Regions from separate parts of the Mus musculus genome. Here all the other regions are linked to region 1. The links are chromatin contacts, called in public ChIA-PET and promoter capture Hi-C maps. All regions are on one chromosome and are shown on one strand. Each heading gives the region's core, a stretch centred on a gene start, on an enhancer-like site or on the middle of the called end of the contact. The rest is flanking DNA. Distances are from core to core; before and after follow the strand shown. Region 1 holds the start of Sec13 (SEC13 homolog, nuclear pore and COPII coat complex component). Region 2 holds the start of Atg7 (autophagy related 7). Region 3 holds the start of Thumpd3 (THUMP domain containing 3). Region 4 holds the start of Setd5 (SET domain containing 5). Region 5 holds the start of Hrh1 (histamine receptor H1). Region 6 has its middle 50 kb from the start of Gm38875. Region 7 holds the start of Slc6a1 (solute carrier family 6 (neurotransmitter transporter, GABA), member 1).

Evidence for each region. Promoter capture Hi-C pulls out the DNA fragments that hold promoters and counts their contacts. ChIA-PET counts read pairs in DNA pulled down with a chosen protein or histone mark. Capture Hi-C pulls out chosen DNA fragments and counts their contacts.
Region 2: a contact with region 1 is called in a promoter capture Hi-C map of adipose tissue, with 6 times the contacts expected there. The contact joins the promoter of Atg7 here to the promoter of Sec13 in region 1. A contact is called at or near these places in 5 of 39 promoter capture datasets (cranial neural crest, hippocampal neurons, liver and 1 more), 3 of 115 datasets of contacts at active chromatin or transcription factors (bone marrow-derived macrophages, extraembryonic endoderm stem cells and large pre-B cells) and 2 of 9 other capture datasets (adipose tissue and pancreatic islet).
Region 3: a contact with region 1 is called in a promoter capture Hi-C map of pre-B cells, with 11 times the contacts expected there. The contact joins the promoter of Thumpd3 here to the promoter of Sec13 in region 1. A contact is called at or near these places in 4 of 39 promoter capture datasets (erythroid cells, hematopoietic stem and progenitor cells, hippocampal neurons and 1 more), 9 of 484 Hi-C or Micro-C datasets (CD4 T cells, CD8 T cells, embryonic stem cells and 4 more), 7 of 115 datasets of contacts at active chromatin or transcription factors (T-cell acute lymphoblastic leukemia, double positive thymocytes, effector CD8 T cells and 4 more) and 2 of 9 other capture datasets (adipose tissue and liver).
Region 4: an RNA polymerase II ChIA-PET map of memory CD8 T cells shows a contact between it and region 1, with 64 read pairs. The contact joins the promoter of Setd5 here to the promoter of Sec13 in region 1. A contact is called at or near these places in 2 of 39 promoter capture datasets (liver and pre-B cells), 2 of 115 datasets of contacts at active chromatin or transcription factors (double positive thymocytes and memory CD8 T cells) and 1 of 9 other capture datasets (adipose tissue).
Region 5: a contact with region 1 is called in a promoter capture Hi-C map of stem cell-derived epiblast-like cells, with 5 times the contacts expected there. The contact joins the promoter of Hrh1 here to the promoter of Sec13 in region 1. A contact is called at or near these places in 12 of 39 promoter capture datasets (the 3T3-L1 cell line, 3T3-L1-derived adipocytes, cranial neural crest and 5 more), 5 of 115 datasets of contacts at active chromatin or transcription factors (bone marrow-derived macrophages, embryonic stem cells, pancreatic cancer cells and 1 more) and 1 of 9 other capture datasets (embryonic stem cells).
Region 6: a contact with region 1 is called in a promoter capture Hi-C map of hippocampal neurons, with 4 times the contacts expected there. The contact joins the enhancer-like site here to the promoter of Sec13 in region 1. A contact is called at or near these places in 1 of 39 promoter capture datasets (hippocampal neurons), 5 of 484 Hi-C or Micro-C datasets (adipose-derived mesenchymal stem cells, cardiomyocytes, cerebellum and 2 more) and 6 of 115 datasets of contacts at active chromatin or transcription factors (astrocytes, bone marrow-derived macrophages, embryonic basal ganglia and 3 more).
Region 7: a promoter capture Hi-C map of hippocampal neurons shows a contact between it and region 1, with 6 times the contacts expected there. The contact joins the promoter of Slc6a1 here to the promoter of Sec13 in region 1. A contact is called at or near these places in 12 of 39 promoter capture datasets (the 3T3-L1 cell line, cranial neural crest, embryonic stem cells and 5 more), 5 of 115 datasets of contacts at active chromatin or transcription factors (SST interneurons, embryonic stem cells, neural tube and 1 more) and 1 of 9 other capture datasets (embryonic stem cells).

What each region holds. Positions count from the first base shown.
Region 1 is chr6:113,739,298-113,742,003 of GRCm38.p6, forward strand. It overlaps Sec13 (SEC13 homolog, nuclear pore and COPII coat complex component), which reads right to left and starts at 1,384. Exons shown (of 9, transcript NM_024206.4): 1 at 1,348-1,384. The coding sequence starts at 1,350.
Region 2 is chr6:114,641,815-114,644,520 of GRCm38.p6, forward strand. It overlaps Atg7 (autophagy related 7), which reads left to right and starts at 1,313. Exons shown (of 19, transcript NM_028835.5): 1 at 1,313-1,336.
Region 3 is chr6:113,044,903-113,047,608 of GRCm38.p6, forward strand. Thumpd3 (THUMP domain containing 3) reads left to right here and starts at 1,400. Exons shown (of 10, transcript NM_008188.3): 1 at 1,400-1,488; 2 at 2,513-2,706. The coding sequence starts at 2,545. It overlaps Gm43868 (predicted gene, 43868), which reads right to left and starts at 1,269. Exons shown (of 1, transcript NR_164179.1): 1 at 1-1,269.
Region 4 is chr6:113,076,267-113,078,972 of GRCm38.p6, forward strand. Setd5 (SET domain containing 5) reads left to right here and starts at 1,373. Exons shown (of 22, transcript NM_028385.1): 1 at 1,373-1,446. It overlaps Gt(ROSA)26Sor (gene trap ROSA 26, Philippe Soriano), which reads right to left and starts at 978. Exons shown (of 3, transcript NR_027010.1): 1 at 908-978.
Region 5 is chr6:114,396,583-114,399,288 of GRCm38.p6, forward strand. Hrh1 (histamine receptor H1) reads left to right here and starts at 1,354. Exons shown (of 2, transcript NM_001317125.1): 1 at 1,354-1,416. It overlaps Gm38875 (a long non-coding RNA gene), which reads right to left and starts at 1,169. Exons shown (of 3, transcript XR_869365.2): 1 at 1,071-1,169.
Region 6 is chr6:114,346,663-114,349,368 of GRCm38.p6, forward strand. No RefSeq gene overlaps it. Among named protein-coding and RNA genes, the nearest start is that of Gm38875, 50 kb to the right of the region's middle. Within about 2 kb of position 1,324, at least 43 of the 459 cell types and tissues checked have an H3K27ac peak or open chromatin away from gene starts, as enhancers often do. A contact at or near this core is called in hippocampal neurons, pancreatic cancer cells and stem cell-derived neurons, where this site is marked.
Region 7 is chr6:114,281,308-114,284,013 of GRCm38.p6, forward strand. Slc6a1 (solute carrier family 6 (neurotransmitter transporter, GABA), member 1) reads left to right here and starts at 1,328. Exons shown (of 16, transcript NM_178703.4): 1 at 1,328-1,569.

The sequences.
Region 1 (2,706 bases), core at 134-2,633:
GAGGATCAAGAGGGTGGATCAAGAATTCTCCAACAGCCTGGGCTATTTTTTCAGAAAGGTAGACCCTGGGAGAGTACGGCGGCAAGGCATTCAGAAGGCACACACTGAATAAGTAAGTGTGTTTCCTTGAGAATCTTAAATGCTCTGAAAAGTGTCGGCAAAGATTAGAGAAAGAGGAGCAGCACCTGCCTGGAGACAATGACATTTTCCCGTGAGCATTGGAGAGGCACCAGGAGCAATCAATTATAGTCAACAGAAAAACTAATCAATTTAAGGTGGCAGTGAAGAAAACACCCTTACCAAAACCACACTGCTGGCAACAATCTTATCTACTAATCCTCTAACCCCCTCCCCCAACACACACCAATATAAGGTGGGTGATGTGACCAAGAATTCCCCACAATCCCAACTGGCTCAAGGAAAAGTAATTTTCTATTGGTGACCCACAGGACTTTGGAAAGCTGGCATCCTTATGACCATTCTTAACCAGCAGCCATGGGTTATGATCCACACTTTGGGATGCTATGTATTTTAAAGCTCTTGGAGCAGTCCTCCGGAGCATCTTATAAGGACACTTATGCGCTTGCTGGAACACAGTAAGAAGCTGCACTCAAAACAGTTCAGCTCATCAGAATCACACCAGGTACAAACTTAGAATGAACCTGTGTATGAGTCTCCAACTTGGCAACAAAAGAGCCAAAGGCCAACAGAAGGAGGCAGCTCCTTGCACCGCTGCGCCAACCAGGGTCTAAGACTTCCAGAGTTTCATTCCCTTAGTATTATACGGAGTGGGGTGCGGTGAAAGACATACCACAGAGGCCATGTAAATTCAAAAATAAGAAACAGAAATAAAAAGCTGAGACGATGCCCTGGAGTCACTCAGCTAGGCCTGTCATCAGTTTCCCGAAGGGACCATCACACATGGGAGTCCTGTGTCCAAGCAACTGATCCCTCCACCTCCTTTGCTGAGGTAGTGGGTGGCAGGGCGAATGATGAGGAGAATTTGGATCTTAGCTTGCCACTGCCTAGCCCAAGTGTTGATGATAGTAGCATCTGCTCCGCAGGCTACGCGCAGGCAGAGGATGTGAGCGATCGTGGGAACGCACTAAGGGCTTGTCAGGCAGTAGATCCTATGATAGCTTTGGCTGTTTTTCCAATTCTGGAGGACAAGACACGAGACGGGCAGGAGGTGGGCTCGCAGCCCGGGCCTATGAGTTCCGGAAGGCCCAGTGGCCTTGCCTTAAATTCCCGCTCCGAGACCCAGAGAGAGGCAGGACAAGCAAACTTTGAGGACGTAGAGGTGGTCTGTCTCAAAGCCACGACTATCGCAGGGATCGCGACACTTACCATAGCTGCAGCAGCGGCGACCCACGGCCTCGGACGTGGCAGCTCAAAACGCTTCACTTCCGGTGCCGGCCCGCAGCCGGCAGGCTGTCACCCAGGATCTTCCGGTCAGCAACACACTCGACTCACACAAAGGTTCCGCGTCTTCTGGATCCTCGGCCCCGCCCTCCTGCAGTTCTGCCTTTATCTTGGCTACTGTTGGGCTCTGGTTGCTGTGGCGACCCTAATCCAGGGATTTTATGATTTGAAGCCGTCGCTAGCAGGTTTTTTATTTAGACTAAGTTTTTTCTGGTTCCTGAGATGCATACATAAAATGACTAGTCATTATAGCTTCACTCTCCTTTTCTGCGGGTTCCGGGTCCCACTGGCTTATCATGACCATCGTAGAGGTTAATTTCTCAAGTAGACTGGGCTAGTGCTTTGTTAGGTCTTGCTTAAGTTTCTTTCCATTTAATTTGATGTTGACTATTGGCTTGCTGTATATTGCCTTATTATGTTTAGGTATGGTCCTTGTATCCATAATCCCTTTAAGACTTTTAACATGAAGGGGTATTGGATATTGTTAAGGGCTTTTTCATCATCTAATGAGATGATCATGTGGGCTTTTTTCAGTTTGTTTATATGGTAAATTACGTTGATGGATAAAGCAATTCCACTAAATTCAGGGACAAGACAAGGCTGACCACTCTCTCACTATCTATTCAACATAGTACTTGAAGTTCTACCTAGAACAAAAAGACAATTAAATGAGATCAAGGGGATACAAATTGAAACGGAAGAAGTCAAAGCTTCATTGTTAGTTGATATGATAGTATACAAAAATGCACCAGCTTTCTTAAGGGATGGCAAGCAGAGAGTCTCAAGTCCCTGGGAGTCTGACTGTTTCAAGGGAGAACAACTGGAACCTCCCCAAACTCTTGTTTTTAGCTTTGGTGCTTACACAGCACTGAAAGGGGAACACAGAGCCCCAGGGCAGCTCCTCAGATGCACGTGGTCACATTTCCCCACCACACTTAGAAGCCAAGTGGCCCAGAGTAGAACCTCCACTCCCATTAGCTAAATCCTTTGCTGGGCAGTGGTGGCGCATGCCTTTAATCCCAGCACTTGGGAGGCAGAAGCAGGCAGATTTCTGAATTGAAGGCCAGCCTGGTCTACAGAGTGAGTTCCAGGACAGCCAGGGCTCTACAGAGAAACCCTGTCTTGAAAAAAAAAATCTTTCTGGTCGTATGTTGAAACTGGGATTGAATACCTTGGCTGAAGATAGCTACCAGCAAGATGCCAAGACTCAAGGAGTGTGAAGGCTTTTTGGAGAGGGGCCTGGAGAGTGGCAGCCTTATATCATGACACCGCCCTCACCCCTGG
Region 2 (2,706 bases), core at 63-2,562, 900 kb after region 1:
CTCTCTCTGTCTGTCTCTCTTTCTTTTTTCCAGGAACCACTTTCCATTTGTTTACTCTGCCCCCCCCCCCGTATAAGCTATAAGGCACACACACACACACACACACACACACACACACACACACACACACACCACCTTGTAATTTATCCATTAGAAATAGGAAACCCTTAATGTAAAAAAAAATCAATAAATAGTCCAAGATATTATGATGAATCCCTAGAGGCACTCCAAAGGCACTGTGTGCCAGGAAAGGTGTCCGTGGACTGCCATCTCAGCAATGGTGATGCGGTATCAGGATGCTTGCCTTGAGCTCTGATCATCCTGGACTATAGAACTAAATCAAGTCAAGTACACTCTTGTCGCTAAGGAAGTCACTCATGTGCAAGACTCCCCAGGCTAGAGCATTTCATTATGTTCATTATCCTGTCAAAAAAAAAAATGTTTTCCCAGTAGTAAGTTTTTTGTTCGTTTTATTTGTTTGTTTGTTTTGTTTGAGATAGTGTAGCCCTGGCTGTCCCAGAACTCACTACTCACAGATCCACCTACCTCTGCCTCCCAAATGCTGGATTTTTTGTTTTGTTTTGTTTTGTTTTGTTTTTCGAGACAGGGTTTCTCTGTATAACTCTGGCTGTCCTGGAACTCACTTTGTAGACCAGGCTGGCCTTGAACTCAGAAATCTGCCTGCCTCTGCCTCCTGAGGGCTGGGATTAAAATCTTGTGCCACCACGCCCAGCCCAAATGCTGGAATTTAAGACATATCCCACACCGTCTGGCCCATATTAGGTTCTTAAGAAGTGATTTTATAGTCACTGAAGTTGCTGGCTGCAGTAGCTTGGTGGATATTTTAGATTCTATTTGGTTTTCCAGAGTTATATTTGGTTGGGCAAGCTTTTAATCCCAGCACTGGGGCAAAGCAAAGGTAAGCAATCTCTGTTAGTTCGAGACTAGACTGATGTATATGTATACAGGTCCAGAACAGCCATGGCTATGTAGTGTAAATATGAGGAGGACATAACCTTTTTAAAAAATTAAAAATGCAAAAAATAAAAATAAACCTTGTTTCAACACCTGTACTCTAGTACTACCCTGGGAATTTGATAATAATTCCGTAGTACTGTAGAGTCACTCGCAGGAAAATGTAATCTTCCTTACAAGCCCCAAAAGGCTTACAGGTTAGCCTTAGTTTCGCCCCGTTATTGCGGTTGTGGGGACCCTTTTTGTCGTTGTTGTTGTAGTGCGCATGCGCGCCGCGCTTCCGCGTTTGTGTGGGCTGGGTTATTACGTCATTGGGCCGCGCGGCGCGGCTGGGGCTGTGGTTGCCGGAAGTTGAGCGGCGGTAAGTAAGCCGTGGTTGCGGAGCAGCTGCCGGGGCTGGCGGGGTTCACTTAGGAAAGCTGAAGCCAGTTTTGGGCTGGTCTGGAATATTCTTCACCTGTCTATACTCGGTCCCCTCGTACTCCGGCAGAGAGTGTTGCGATCTCCGGGTCGGGAGGCGCCTCTGGTTGCTCATTCTGTGAAGTGCTGCCTTTGGCGTGTGTGGACCGGCCACGGAGTAAGCTTGTGTCCCCGGACTGTGAAGGGACTTGATCTTGTTACTTATGAGGAGGACATAATTAAATCTTTTCTACTAGAGGTTCTGCATCCCCTTAAAGGACCCAGAGATTACAAATTAGTACTTTATAGGAAATCAGCCTGGTGAGGCAAATGCACTTGTCAGAAAGTTTCTGAGCCAGGCATGGTCGCGGAGAGAGGTGACCCCAGCCGCAGGGAACCTGAGCCAAGAGAACTGCTATTTAGAACCAGCCTAGGCAATCGGACACAAACCCTTTTGCAAACTGGAAAACGGGTGTGGGATGTAGTTAAGTCCCAGAGCGGTTCTTCAGCGTTCCAGGGTCCTGGGTTCAATTACCAGCACATGCCAAATTGAATTTGAGATGAGACCGAATCAACCTGCGTCTGCAATTTTATTTAATTCTTTAAAATTATTTGTAACTTTGAGTGCGTGTATGCGTGTGTGGTCTCATGCCTCCAGAGACAAGACATGGCGGACCCCAGCAGAAGTGGAGCTCCAGGCAAGCTGTGCCTGATATGGGTGCTGGAAACCCTACCCAGGTCTTTGTAAGCACTGAGTCGAGTCAGCTTTCCAGTATAAATTAATTTATTTTTTTAAGACTGAATGCCATGCACCCCATGCTGTCTTTGAACACTCAGTGAAGCAGAGGCCGGCCTTTGAGTTTTTATATTTCTACTTCCACCTCCTTGAGTCCTGGGATTACAGGTGTGTACCACTACGCCTGTTTTTCTGATGTGTTCCTGCATGCTGGGCATCATAATATCATGGACTATTTATTGATTTTTTTTTTTTTTTTACATCCAGGGTTTCCTATTTCTAATGGATAAATTACAAGACGGTGTGTGTGTGTGTGTGTGTGTGTGTGTGTGTGTGTGTGTGTGTGCCTTATAGCTTATACAGGGGGGAAACAGGGGTAAACAAATGGAAAGTGGTTCCTGGGGAAAAAAAAAGAGACTTTGGAGTCATATTGACAGCAAATACTCTATCATCACCTCAGAGCTTCACTCCCATATCAGGCATCCTATTTATAAATCCTGGTCACAAATGTGCTTTCCCTTTCAAACGTGCTAATTTGGTGGCTTTTTATGTTGGTTTGACTTTGTCTTTCTTTTTTTAAAACCCATGTAACTGGT
Region 3 (2,706 bases), core at 150-2,649, 690 kb before region 1:
TGGTAAGCCCCACCATCTGCCCCACCTCCCAAACATTTATTTATGGAGGTGAGGATCTCACGGTACACTTGTGGAAGTCAGGGGGCAACCCATGGAGTTTGTTCTCTCCTTCCACAGTGTGGGTCCTGGGGATAGAATGCAGATGGCCAGGCTTGATGGCAGACACCTTTTACATGCTGGGCCGTTTGTCAGACCCCTTTTTTATTTTTTACTAAACTACAACGCCGCTTTCTACGATACTGGCTGCTCCTAAACTCTTTGATGCATCCAAGGCAAGGATCCGGTTTTTACCTTTCTCATTGTCCGTGCTGACAAGGACAGTGTGGCTCCATGCCTCAGCTGCTGCTGCCACCACTGAAACTTTAAACAATTTTTATTATTTATTTATTTATTTATTGGTGAGGATGAGGGGAGAGGCAGAGAGAGAGATTGCAATGCAGTGTCATAATGCCCTTGGAGCCAGACTTGGCTGTCAGAGCCCCTGAAGTTACAGGTATTGAGAGCGGCCAGAGGTGGGTGGGTGCTGGGTACCAAATTTGAATTCTCTGGAAAAGCAAGCCTTAATCACTGAGCCATCTCTCCACCATCGCTCCCCCCCCCCCCCCAAAATCCGGCTGTCTCTTTCTGTTGAGTTCTAAGTTTCCTCTTTTAAAATGTTACATTTGGGGCTGGTGAGACGTCTTAGAGGGTAAAGGCTCTTGCTACCCATCCTGATTAGCTGAGCTGGATCACTGGAACCCACGTGGTGGAAGAGAAGCAACTTCTGCCAAGTTGTCCTCTGACCTCAGGTGTGGCACACAAGCTCCCTCCACACACACAGGAAATACATGTAACTAAAATATAGGAAATGTAACCTTTGGCATATATAGAGAAACATGATCTGAAAACCGCAGGCTAGGCTAGGGGCTATACTCTAGTTACAGCACAGCTTGCCGGTCCCTGCAGAATCCAAGCCGGGTATGGTGGCGCACACCTGTAGTCCTAGCATCCCGGAGGCAGAGACAGCGGATATCTGTGATTTCCAGGACAGAACGATCGACAAAACGAGCAGGCCAGTCAGGGCTACATAGTGAGACTCCAATCTCAAAAAGAAATTCCAAGTAAAGAGTGTTGTGCAAGACGGGAATGGGGGAGAAGAATCTCTTTAGCCTCGGTTTCTCTGGCTTTAAGACTGGAATCAAGTCCCAGTCTCACCCCAGTGCTCGACACTGAGGGCAGAGGAAGTAGAACAACCGAGCATCCGCTCGCTAGGAGAGCGCCCTCCGCAGTGGTTCCCTCCGGGCAGGTGACCGGCCTACCGGCCGTTCTTCCTCTTCCGGGTCAGAGTGCACCCAACTGCGCACAGCTCTCCGCGCACACTCCCCCGCCTACCCCGGAGCGTGGGAGCACCGTGCCCTCCGAGGCCTGACTTCCGTTTCCGGGCTGGCACCTCGGCTTCCGGCGGCGTGCTCGCGGTGCGGAGACCGGAAGGGTCTGTGCTTGCTGCCGGTAACTGGCCGCGGCTGGGAGTGGCCGGGTGGGTGGGACGCAGGGGAAGACGGCGGTGGCTTCGTATAGGTCGGTGCTGGGGCTGAGCGTCTGGACTCTCGCTGGGCTTCGCAGAGGGTGGGAGTGAGAGAGCCACTGCCCTTCGGTCCGAACAGCCCTTCTGCTCTCCACACTGTCCGTAGGAGTTGTGTTCACAGTGGCGAACGGTGACACGGTGGAACCGCGTTCACCTCTGTGGCCTGTTCTTGGTTGGCACAGCATTAGGGACAAGGAAGATGTTAGCTTAAGCCACGGCGCTTTTGAAAAGCTGGTGGGAGGTGTGGGCCCTCCATCACGGTAACACCACTCCAGCCCCTTCAACCTCCACAAACACTCCCACAGGACGTCTGTATTACTAGCTTCAGACATTTCCAAGGTGTCCCCAGCATGCGCGTCATTGGATCTCGGCGTCACCACATAGTAGGCTTTCAGATATTTGTAATTGTTTAGATAGTGGAAGTTGAGTTAATCTTTAATAAATTCACTGCCCACTTGTCTACATGGCGGAAAGTAGATACCTCACCCATACATTAAAAGTTTTGATCATTAGTCCAGAATTGTGTTGTTCTCGTTAAAATCTTCTGTCTTTGGGAAAGAGAGATATATTTAGTTTCCAGTTCGAAACTAGGCAGGAGTAACTTGCTTCCTGGACCCGCGAGTGTGGGAAGCAAGAATTTTTAACTCTGAACCACTACAGCCTCACATCCTGAAGTGCTAAGCTGAAAGAGCAACAGAGGAGCTTCTCTATTCATGTTAGCAAATGTAAGATGGTGCTTACCAACACAGATGAGCCTAAGCCAAGCACTGCATGCAGTGGAAACACTCTTGTCTTTTCTCCTGATGAGCCTGCATATTGCTTGTTTAGTCACGTTTCACTGCCTGTAATCCGTGCCCTTATTTATACTACAGTTTTAACTCGATAGGTACATTGAAATACAAAAAGAGATGGCATTGTTTCCCTTTTTCTTCCCTGTATTGCCTCTAGAGACTGTTGGTCCTTTTAGAAACATCTCCATCATGTCTTGTGACACTCAAGAAGCTACCAGAGAGTGCCTGGGTATGAACCTTGATGGCAACAAAGAGCCTGTGTCGCTGGTAGAAAGCGGCGTCAGAAGTGAGTCGGAGCATCTCCAAGTCACTATTGGAGCCACTGTACCCACTGGCTTTGAACAAACGGCT
Region 4 (2,706 bases), core at 123-2,622, 660 kb before region 1:
GCCCAACTGAGCCCTCGCTCCTTCCCTCCACTCCCCGGAGTGCGCGATGGAGGTCTGGCTCAGCACGCCCCTCTTGAGGCAACTCAAGTCGGAAACGTGCTTGCACCCGCCCCGCAGCCGCTCAGCCCTACTGCCCGTCCCCGCCCCCAGCGCGCGCTTCCTGCCACGTTGCGCAGGGGCGCGCGGCCAGACTCTGCGGCGCGGGGCCGAGGGGAGGGCCGGAACCTGGGAGCGCCTCCTCGCCGCCCCCGCTGGCCGGCGGATGGACTCAACTTGCACGAACACGAGCCAATGGCAAGGGCCAGTTTTCTGGGCCCCGAGAGCCAATCAGACGACGAGGCCCGGCCGGCGGCGGGTAAAACGACTCCCCCAGAGGAAGGGGAGGGTGGGCGGCCGCTCGCGCGCGAGCTACTTTCGCTGACCCTCCCTCCCCTCCCCCGCCCCGCCAGAGGCCGACCGCGCCCGCACGTCCAGCTCGCCTCACCCCACCTACCTCCCGCCCCACCCAGTGGGCAGAGCGAGGCTGCCGGCGGCTGCGCACTCCGGCTGCCGTTAACTGACAGGCGCCTTACGCCAACCAAAACACGCCATTTGTGTTTTCACACACGGCGGGAGGAAAAGAAGCCAATCAGCGACGAGACGTCGGCCGGAAGCGCTCCTCCGCTGCCCCCCCCCCCCCGAGCCATGGCCGCGTCCGGTGGAGACTTTTCCGCTCCCTTCTCCCTCCCCCTCCGGTTGCTGCAGGGCGGACCGCATTCCTGCCCACCACCCGCTTGCCCCTTCCAGCGTCACGACTCGTACCCGGCTGTCTCACAGAACGGCTCCACCACGCTCGGAGGGCCTGCCGCGGCCGCCCATCCCCGCAAACGCACCAAGCCGCCCTCCCGCCAGAGTCCCGATCCCCTACCTAGCCGAGGCTCTCTGAGGAGCCGGAGCCCCAAAGCACAGCCTCTTCTTTAGGCGGCCCCGGCAGCCTCCGCTGATTGGCGGCGCACCGGCCAATAAGTGTGGGGCGGTGGGCGGAGAGGCCAATGGCGCGGCGGGAGGGGGCGTGTCCCGCGTGCCCCTGGCGCCGGCACTGGGAATCCCCGTGCGGTCAGTGGCGTTTCCGCTCGGGCAGCGGGCTGAGTGAGCTGCCGCCGCTGCCGCCGCTGCCGCCGCCGGGGGAGGGGCGGCCGCCGCCCGCCTGCGCTCAGAGACTCACGCAGCCCTAGTCCCGCCAGTCCGCCAACACAGTAGTGCCGGCCCCCTCCGCCCCTGGCCCTCCCCCTCCCCGCCTCGGGCTCGCTCCGCCTTTTCTGCCCCCCACCCCCACCTCACGGGTACGGGCCATTCCCGGCCAGGAAACGCCGTGGCGCCGCGTTGGGCCTAACTCGAGTCTCGCTGCCTCCCGGGAGTGCCGTGCGCCGCAGCCCGGGCCCAGGCCCCGGCAGCGCCTGGGTCAAGGTAAGGGTCCAACAGAAAAGAGACACCGAACCACACGACCGGGCCCCGGGGGAAAGAAGGGTCACCTCAGTCTCCCTGCGTTCCCTCTCCTCGGGGTCGTGGGCCTGGGCCTCCCCAGCCTGGTAGCAGGAAGATGCTTGCCCTTTTCGTCTTCTCAGCTACCTTTACACACCATTGCACCGCTCTTGCCCAGAGAGAAAGGCTCTCCTTCATCTAGTCGACCCCACTACCTTTTTAATGTCTTCCCTGGGTCAGGACTCTTCCCCTCCCCCTACTCTGGTCTCCCCTTTTTGCCTGGGTATTGCCTACTCCACGTTTATACCCTTTTCAGGAGAGGCCTCCCAACCCTGCTCTCAAAATACACATACTTTTTTTTCTGTCCCTGAGCCCCCCACCTCCCCTGTTCTTGCGGCCTTGTGACAACTCTGGTCGCTCGTGGGGGCCCAGTCCTCCCCTCCATAATCTTCCTGAACGCCTCTCCTCTGGTTTTCCAGTTCCTATCTCAGATGGCTGCTGCTTTTCCCACACCAAAGACATTACCTTCGCCACCCCCACCTCACATTCTTGGACTCCCTGTGGCGTATGCCCCAGTATCCTTGCGATATCCCTGTTGAATTTGTAGGGTTCTAGCCTGGAATTGAGCCAGATTTTGTCGTTTTCCCTGCCTAGGGCGTGGAGAGCGATCTTTTAAGAACGACTCTAAAGAAGAGGGGGAGGGATATGCCCCTATGAATCCGTGCAAGCCAAGATCCTAGGTAAATGGTAGTGGGCAAAAGCCCTGGTTTTAGTAGGTAATCGCTCAGAAGGAAAGTTTTAACTCCTGGGAAAGCCCCTTCTATGCTAATTTATTCTATCGGGCGCCTTTGCCTTTCTCATTCTTAGGAATAAGGATCTTTCTCCTGTGTACTGATGCTGCAGCCCGCCCTGCTGGCCTGGGTCAGGGGTGCGTGGATGACCTGCATTTTCTGCTTTCTCATGTTACTTGTGTAACGTCTTCACCAGCAACTCATTTTTCGCCCAGAGCTCTGGGCTCTGGGTTTTGTCTATACCTGGATTCCTTTTGCCAATTGTTCCTGTGCTCAAAATACTTAAAAAGATTCAGGTTCTCGAATTTCCTCCATACCTTGACTAAATTGTTTTTAGATGACATATTTGTGACCAAGGTCATGTTTACATTACTTCCTTGCTTATATGTTAAATACCTATACTTTTGATTGGGGAGGATCCAGATGGAGGAGGTTCCAGGAGGAGGTTTGTGTG
Region 5 (2,706 bases), core at 104-2,603, 660 kb after region 1:
TCTCTGGAGGTACAGGTCAAAGAGGGTCAGGGTCTGGCAGGGTTGGCACCCAGGTCTGCCAGCTGACCTGAATTCAGCCACCTGTTGCCTGGGTTCCTAAGGGCATTTCAAATGAGTCTGGAGTCCCACCTTCCAGGCAGGCACAGACAGGCTCAAGGTCAAGGGCTATATCGAGGTGCTTACCAAGTAAGCCCTTTGTGTAAAAGACATCATTAACTTGTCCTCCGCCCCTCTGTGTTAAAAACTTTGGCCTTTGGACTTGGGCTGGGTAGGCTAGAAGTGCAGTTCTCGGTGAGGACATGGTAGAAGCTACAAAACCTGCCCATCATCTATAAATAGGGCTGATGACTGCTTCTTTTTTCTGGTGTAGTTTGAGATTTAAATCAGGGCTACGAGGAGGGGACTAAGACATCCATACAAGTCTGGAACTGAGCCACACAGGGCTGGGCCTGCATTCCCACAACTACATACCACTGCGGGAGGATGAGCCCCTTCTAGGGGGCACGGTGTCATAGCAAAGAGGAGCCACTTCCCTTCCTCAGTTGTTCTCCCTTCCCTGACTGTTGCCATCTGAAGCCACAATTGAATGTTAAAAGGGTTTTCCCTAGCAAAGAAGGAGAAACGCCCTCTCCTAGCTCAGAAAAACAAAACCCAAAAAACAAAAAAACAGTTCCTTAAGTTTCCCCAACACACACACACACACACACACACACACACACACACACACAAAAACACACTCTCGCCTTCTCCTCTTAGCCGGCACAGGTTCCTAAGTGTAATGGTACAGTGAGAGTTGAACAAGGTCGGGATAGCTCAGCGCAAGGCCCTGAGTTTCAGCATAGCACTTGCAGGATGAGGACAGGAGGGAAGGAGGGAAAGAGGGAGGGAGAGGGCGAGAGCGCATTCATTCTTCAGGATCTAGAGAAACAGTGGTTGTGCGGTTCTAAACCTCCCGAGTCTTGGTGATCCGGATCAATCAGTGTCACTAATTTAAAAAACAAAAAACCAAAACAAAACCCAAACAAAACAAAACAAAACAAAACAAAAACCCAACTAGTCCCTTGGTCCACCTGCGGTTGAATTTGCGAAGAATCCTGTCAGCTCCTCCTTATCTGAGGTCTGGTCTGTGGCTCTGCGTGTCCCCGGGTTAGCATGCGGTGGCAGTGTCGGAGGGCTGTCGCCAGGCTTCCGATCCATCCTTGGCTTCTTGCCAAGCTCAGGGCTCCGCCACAGATGCGGGGCGCGGCGGTAGAAGATGGGCGGGGGAGGGTGCCCTGGGGCTGCTGGTGGGCGGGCCTCTCAGCGGCTCCTCCCCCGAGGCCGCCTCCGCGTGCTCCCGCCACCCCCGCGGCCGCCTCCGCCACCGCACCGAGCAGTCTGGCCGCCGCCGCCAAACTTTCCCCGGAGCTGGCGCGGGTGAGTCGGAGCGCAGCGCGGGCAGGGGCGGGAACCCGGTGGCGGGCGGCGGGAGGAGGGCAAGGATGCGCGCACGCCCAGCTCTGAGTTCCGCGCCCCCGCAGGGCGGTGGGGACATCCCGCAGGTGGCCGCACGAGGTGGGCGCGCCGGATGCTCTAGCGGCCTGGGCAGGGTATCGGAGCTGTGGCTGCTATGCCCGTAAGCACAAACACCTGTGGCTTCCCGGAGCTGGGGCCGGGCTCACCGGTTAGAGTCCGCCTCCGATTTCTGGGCCAGGGGGCCTCCTCAACGGCTCCCCGAGATTCCTCAGGGTTTGGCTTTGATGCTAACCGTGGACGCAGACTCTGGGTTGAGGTGCGATCTCCGTGCCAAGCTCCGGACATCCACTATCTCAAATCCTTCTGAATCTCCGGGACCCAGGTACTACTAGTATACCCACTTTACAGAGGAGGAAACTGAGGCTTGGGGAGGGAAAGTTGTCTCTTAGAGAACAGCCTTGAGACTGAATTGGATGAATCCAAGCTTCTTAGCTAGGTGGAACCCAAACCAGGTGTCTGGGTATGAGAAGCGTCTGAGCCAGCGCTCCCTCCTTTCCTAGCCGGCTTTATCGTCGTTTCCTGGCCGAGCCAGAAGACTTGATACTGTGGCCAGGGTGTGTTCTGATGGCAGAGAAGATCCTTGAGGGCTGCCTTTTCCCAGAGAGCGTTAGGGGATACCAAATTCTGCAATTTACGCCGTGTTGCTCTGAAAGTTAGAGTCTTGAATCAGAGCACAACTGATCTTTACAGAAGCCACCTTTGAGGCGCTTGCTAGCCTGGGCGATGGAGACACAGGGTTGCTCCAGGCAGGGTGGCTCTCCTCCGACAGGGGGCTCCCACCTCCAGACGGAATGGAGCTGAGGGAACTGGAAGATCCCCAGGCTGACTGCTCTGAGAGCGCGTTCTGTTATTGGGGGGTGGGGGGTGGGGAGGAGGAAGGGCAGGACCCTGAACCAGGGGTGAAGTGTGTTACTGGAACAAAAAGGAGAGAGTAGGTGGAGATCCGACACTCTTGGGGGCCTGAAGGCCACCGGCAATCCTTGGAGACAGAGAAAGAGCCCCCCCCCCCATGGTTATGAGATGGTTATGGATTAACATAGTTTATACAGCAGCCATGCAAGGTACCGTTATTGAGCGATAGGTGGACACTCAGAGAGGTTCAATAGATTGCTTAGAGTTGCCCAGCTGGTCCGTGGTGGAGTGGATTGAGTACCAACCAATCTTGCCTGTATCTTAAATTATCAGTGAGAC
Region 6 (2,706 bases), core at 74-2,573, 610 kb after region 1:
AGCCAGGACTCCTTTGAAGTCCACCATCACTGTTTTATCTCTGAAAATACTTCACCATCTTGCAGTTCCACCCAGAGACCAGTGCCTCTTCCCTTCCCGCCTCTCCTCACCCTCTACACCAAGCTGGCCACAGGTCTCCTGCTAAGTTACAGCCTCTCTTCCTCTGAGCACCTCTGTGTGTGAGGAAGCCCAACATTTTACCTTCCCTGACATTCAAGGCTGACATGATTTGAACGTGTTCTCTGAGGATTCGGGTGTTAAGATTTAGTCCCTATTGTGAGGTATAGAGGGTGGGTGGAAACTTATATGGCCTTGTGTTGGAGGTAGGGGTCAGAAGGACAGGGGGTGGGACTAGATAAAGACTTCTGACAGTGGCTTACTCAGGAGAGAATGGGTGGGTTATACATATGTTCCCAGTCTATGTGATGCCCTGTGCCTCTGCCCTAGTCACAGTCAGCAAGCAACCTTGGTGTTCCAGAGCATAGATGAAAAGGACCTCACTTATTGTCTTATTTAAATGTTTGTTTGATACAAGGTCATCATAGCCCAGGCTGACTTTCAACTCTCTCTGTGGCTGAGTCTAAAGTCCCCCTGGTCTCACCTCGGCAGAGAGACTGGGCTCTGCTGGCCTCATAGGGCTTTGTGCAAGCACTGTACCATTTCACGGAGAGGAACTGCACCCATGGATGCAGTGTCTGTTGTGGTCCTAAAAATGACCCCCTCAAGTCCTAGAGGTGAATATTAGCACCTGAACATTTCCCCAGACCACAGTGTACCACTATGTACATAATATTTTTCTTACAGAGTACTGGGTTTTTTTGTAAAGAATAAAATACCAGTCTATCCATGGGCATCTCCTCTTCTTCCTCTTCCTCTTCCTCTCCCTCTTCCTCTTCCTCTTCCTCTTCCTCTTCCTCCCCTCCCTCTCCCTCCTCCTCCTTCTCCTCCTCCCCCTCCCCCTCCTCTTCCTCCTCCTCTTCCTCCTCCTCTCATTCTCCCTCTCCCTCTTCCTCCTCTTCCTTCTCTTCCTCCCCTCCCTCTCCCTCCTCCTCCTCCTCCTCTTCCTCCTCTTCCTCCTCTTCCTCCTCCTCTTCTTGTTACAGTTAGAAAACCCCACCCTGGAACCCCTACAGGGCGGCAGAGGCTATACCTTAATTATCTCCCCGACTCTCAGAGCTCAGGTAGTAATGGATGTTTGCTCAGAGCAGTGAGTACTTAGAGGAAGGCATGGTTATTTAAATGTGAACGGAAGAGTCTATAATTGAATGGATAAGCAAACACATCCGTGAGTAAGTGAAGGCATGAGTCACCAAATGAAGTGACAGATTACAGCCCCAGCAGGTCTGTGATTGGGTTATTCCAGCTCCGGCACCCTCAGACACCTGTGGTTGTGCTTGCAGGGATGCGCCTCTTCCTTAGTCGCCCGAGAGGAGAGGGGAGATTTGAAACTGCGCAGGTATTGCCCCCTCCAAGATGCCTCAGACCTGACTCCACTTTCTGAGCCAAGGCCTGGAATCCACCGCGGCTAAGGATGCCCAGAGAACTCTGAACAGCTCATCCCTGTATCCCTGAACTGTGGCTGAAGGTCAGTGGGAGGAGTAGGGTGTTTGCCACAAGGACAGGGCCAGACCTCCCACATCTTCAGAAGAAGGGAGACTTCTGGTGAGTCCATGTCTCCTCCTCCACACCCCAGCCCCACAGTGAGGGGGCGACAGAGCCATGAGCAGGAGCCAGCGGTTGCCATGACAACACATTAAGAGACGTGAAGCTGCTTTCAGTTTTCAGTTTCAGCTTCTGGAAAGGGGTCAAGCATGTGGGGCAGAGAGAAGAGTCAGGAGGGGGAAATCACAGCCACCCCCACTCAGTCTCACAGTTAACCACAGCCCAGTGCACTGTGTGCTCCGAGTCCCTCCTTCTGGTGTGTCACTTCCTAGGACACTCAAAAGGAACCTGAGAAGTGGTGATCCCACCTCATGGTCAGAAGGCTGGGTCTGAAGTCACTTGCCCACCCAGGTGGTAGCAGAGCTGGTTCTTGCATTGGGTTCCTGACTACAAAACCTTGTTTAACAGACCCAAAGATTCTAGAATCCCACTGGGTTAGGGCAGTACACTTTATTGGTCCATTAAACAAGACACTTACCCAGGAAGGTTCAGATCTACAGGCACTCAAGCAGAAAAGCTTCTAGGATTTGCTCATACATACAACAAAGCACATGTATGCACACACAGCAGTTATGTATGCGTGTGCACACATTCATGCCTATGCACATTCATGCTCACACATAGACACAGCTGCAATCACACAGGCAGGCACACACCTGTATATCCATGGAAGCAGATTTTAAAAAATGCTTCTTTTGACACGCAGCTTTGGAGTTCCTCCCCTCTTAAAATGACAGTCTGTTTCCTTAGCCACTGAACTTGGCTGTGTGATGATATTCTGGCCCATGCAAAATTAGCAAGCACAGAGTTGGGGAGATGGGTGGGTCTGTCAAGTGTTTGATTCACAAGTATGAAGACCTGAGTTAAGATCCCCAGGATCCTCATAAGATGCTGGGCATGGTGGCTTGTGCTTAGAACTCCTAATTCCAGTGACAGAGAGATGGGAGGCAGAAGCAAGCAGATCCTTGGAGCTTCCCATCCATCTAGCCTAACCTACTGGGAAAAATTCTAGGCCTGGGAGAGACCCTGTATCAAACAAAGGTG
Region 7 (2,706 bases), core at 78-2,577, 540 kb after region 1:
TCTGTGTAGCCCTGGCTGTCCTGGAACTCACTCTGTAGACCAGGCTTGTCTCGATCTCAGAAATCCACCTACCTCTGCCTCCCAAGTGCTGGGATTAAAAGCTGCTTCCCTAATCTTGTTGGGAGCCACGGCCACATTTCCCCTGACAGCTTTGTCGTTTCATCCACGCATCAGCTCCCACCCCAGTGGCACTTTCATGGGTGGACCTATGCCTCATCCCAACCTAGGCTGGGACCCTCATGGGTGGCCCTGGCAGAGCTTGTCAGTCTGGGCTCTCGAAAGGTTGTTTCGGAAAAAGCCCGTTTCTTTCACTTGCCCCATAAGAAGAGCAGTGGCCTGTGCGTCTACCATTGTGTCCCTAAGCCCAGACCAGAGTGTGTGGGGCTCACGGGAGCCCCAGAAAGATTCATTTGAAGTACACACAGTCAGCACCTGGTAACCAGTCAGGAGGCCATAGGGCCCTAAGCCTAGATGCTTGTGGGAGGAAGTGCGGAGAAAGAGTCAAAAGCTATGTAGCCTTTGGAAGTTGAGGTTGGAGACCCCAGGGTTAATGCAATTAGAGGATGGGAAGTCAGATATTGAATGCCAGACCCTGGGATAGAAGCAGGAGGCCATTGAAATTGGAGATAATGAATTCTTTCTGCGTCTTTGGGGAACATGGAAAAGGGAGAGATGCCCCTTTCCCCAAAGCCTCCACGGAAGGAGCCAGAAGGTCTGGACTTGGAAAGAGGTAGCTGGAGCTGGCCAGGGGCAGAGGTGTTCTAGATAATCCCTCACGCCTCAAGAACTGCAAGCAGAGCACCTAGGGTCCTTAGCCAACCCTGGGGGTTTCCAGTTTGTGGTTTGCTGCACACACACACACACACACACACACATCCTCCAAGACCAATCCTGCAGTGACAGTCTTTCCCAACCTAGTAGCTCAGGTGGTAACTTTGTTTCCCAAGAAGGAAGCTGCAGACAGGAGAGGTAGAGAGGAGGGAAGAGTCCTACCCCACTGCCACAATGCTTCCAAGAGAGATGTGACAGAGCCAGAGAAACCAAGAGACCAATTAAGGTAGACCTTTGAGGCCAGGAGACTGAAGGAGGGTGGAGGCCAAGGAAAAGAGGGAGAGGGAGCAGGGCTGGGAGAGAGAGAGGAGGTGGGAGGGAGATGGGGAAGAGAGGAGGCAGCAGGCAGAGAGAAGAGGCAAGGCGGGCAGGGCCTAGGAAGGAGGGGAGCAGGGCAGAGGGAGGAAAGAGAAGGGGGTAGGCGGAGGGAGGAGGAGGCAGGCAGAGGGAGGGGGAACAGGGCAGAAGGAAGAGGGAAGAGAGAGTAGGGCAGAGGTAACTGGGAGAGAGGAGCAGGAACAGAAAAGGTGGGAGATGGAGGCTGAAAGGTAGGGGCGGGCAAGACGGCACGGACAAGCCCCGCCTAGAGGGCGTGTCTTGACAGCCCCGCCCCCTCCGCCGGCCCTGGGAGCCCTAGAGAGCTGAGAGGTTGCAGGCGAGCTGCGCGAGCCCAGGAGCCCAGGCGCCCGCGTCCAAGCGCGGCCGAGCCCGGAGCGGCCCGCGCAGCCCCGGCCGCAGGTAGGAAGGGAGGCTGGCGTCGGGGCACTGGGTGGAGGGCGGGACCCTAGGCTGCATCGTCCCCCGTCCTCGCCCCACGACGTGCGCCAGCTGCATCCCAGGGATGCTCCGGAGGCGGGAGGGTCCCAAGAGGCCAGGTGCCGTCTATGTCCTAGTTCGTTCGCCAGCCGACGGCGGGGTGCCCAGGAGGGAGCCAGACCAACCTGCGCCACATCCCCAGTCTCCGCATGCCTTATTTATTAGGGGCGGGAGGATGGAGGGGCTGGGGACTACCCGAGGATGGAGACATCTCCTTCCCATCCCGGGGCAGCTCAAGCTCTTAAGAAACCTTGTCTCTAAGAAAGTGTACAGCAGCTGGGACTGAGCGCGCGCAAGCTGGCGCTGCTGTCCTGTTCACCTGAGAGATGCCCAGTGCAAAAGGTGGGTCGGGCCAGGACTTCCCGTGGTTTGCCTTTCCCAGGTTTTTTCTCTTTCCTTTCTGTGGCAATTATCACGGCTTCTCCATGCTTCCCTCCGTACCCACCCACCCCATGGGTGACACCCACAGATGTCCCGTTCTGTGTTTGCTTTAGGCTTCCAACAAGAGACTCAGAGTGGGCAGCTTTGTACGGAGCCAATGTCCTCTCAAAACAGACCTGAGTCTCAAGGGGAAAAATGGGTTTTTGAAAGCCAGTTTATAAGACCAAGACACCTGAGGTCTACTGGCTGGACCTCCTGCCCACCCACGAAGATCAGGGGTGAAAAGGACTGTGGCCACATCAGGGAAGGGACTATGTCCAGCCGAGTGGAACTTGATGCTAGCCCCAGTTTTTCTATGGCAAACAGGGAATGTGTTGGACAAAAGAAAAAAAAAATGGTGTGCTGGGTCCTGCCTATGTTCTCTGTTGTGAACTTTGGTGGAAACAGTGGAGCGTGCATACCCCAACTTCCAAATTGCAAAACAAAAGCGATCTGTGGGAATTCAAAGTGCCCTGCAGTCTTTCCCCACCCCAGTTCTGGAAAGGATGGATCAGGTCTTGATCAAAGCATCCTCAGACCCTCTTCCAAACGAAGGAGGCAGAAAGAAAGTGGCTCTGGGAGGTGTAAGTCCCTGCAGAGAAGAGAGAAAGAGGGAGCTTTCCCTAGAGCTGGAGGGCA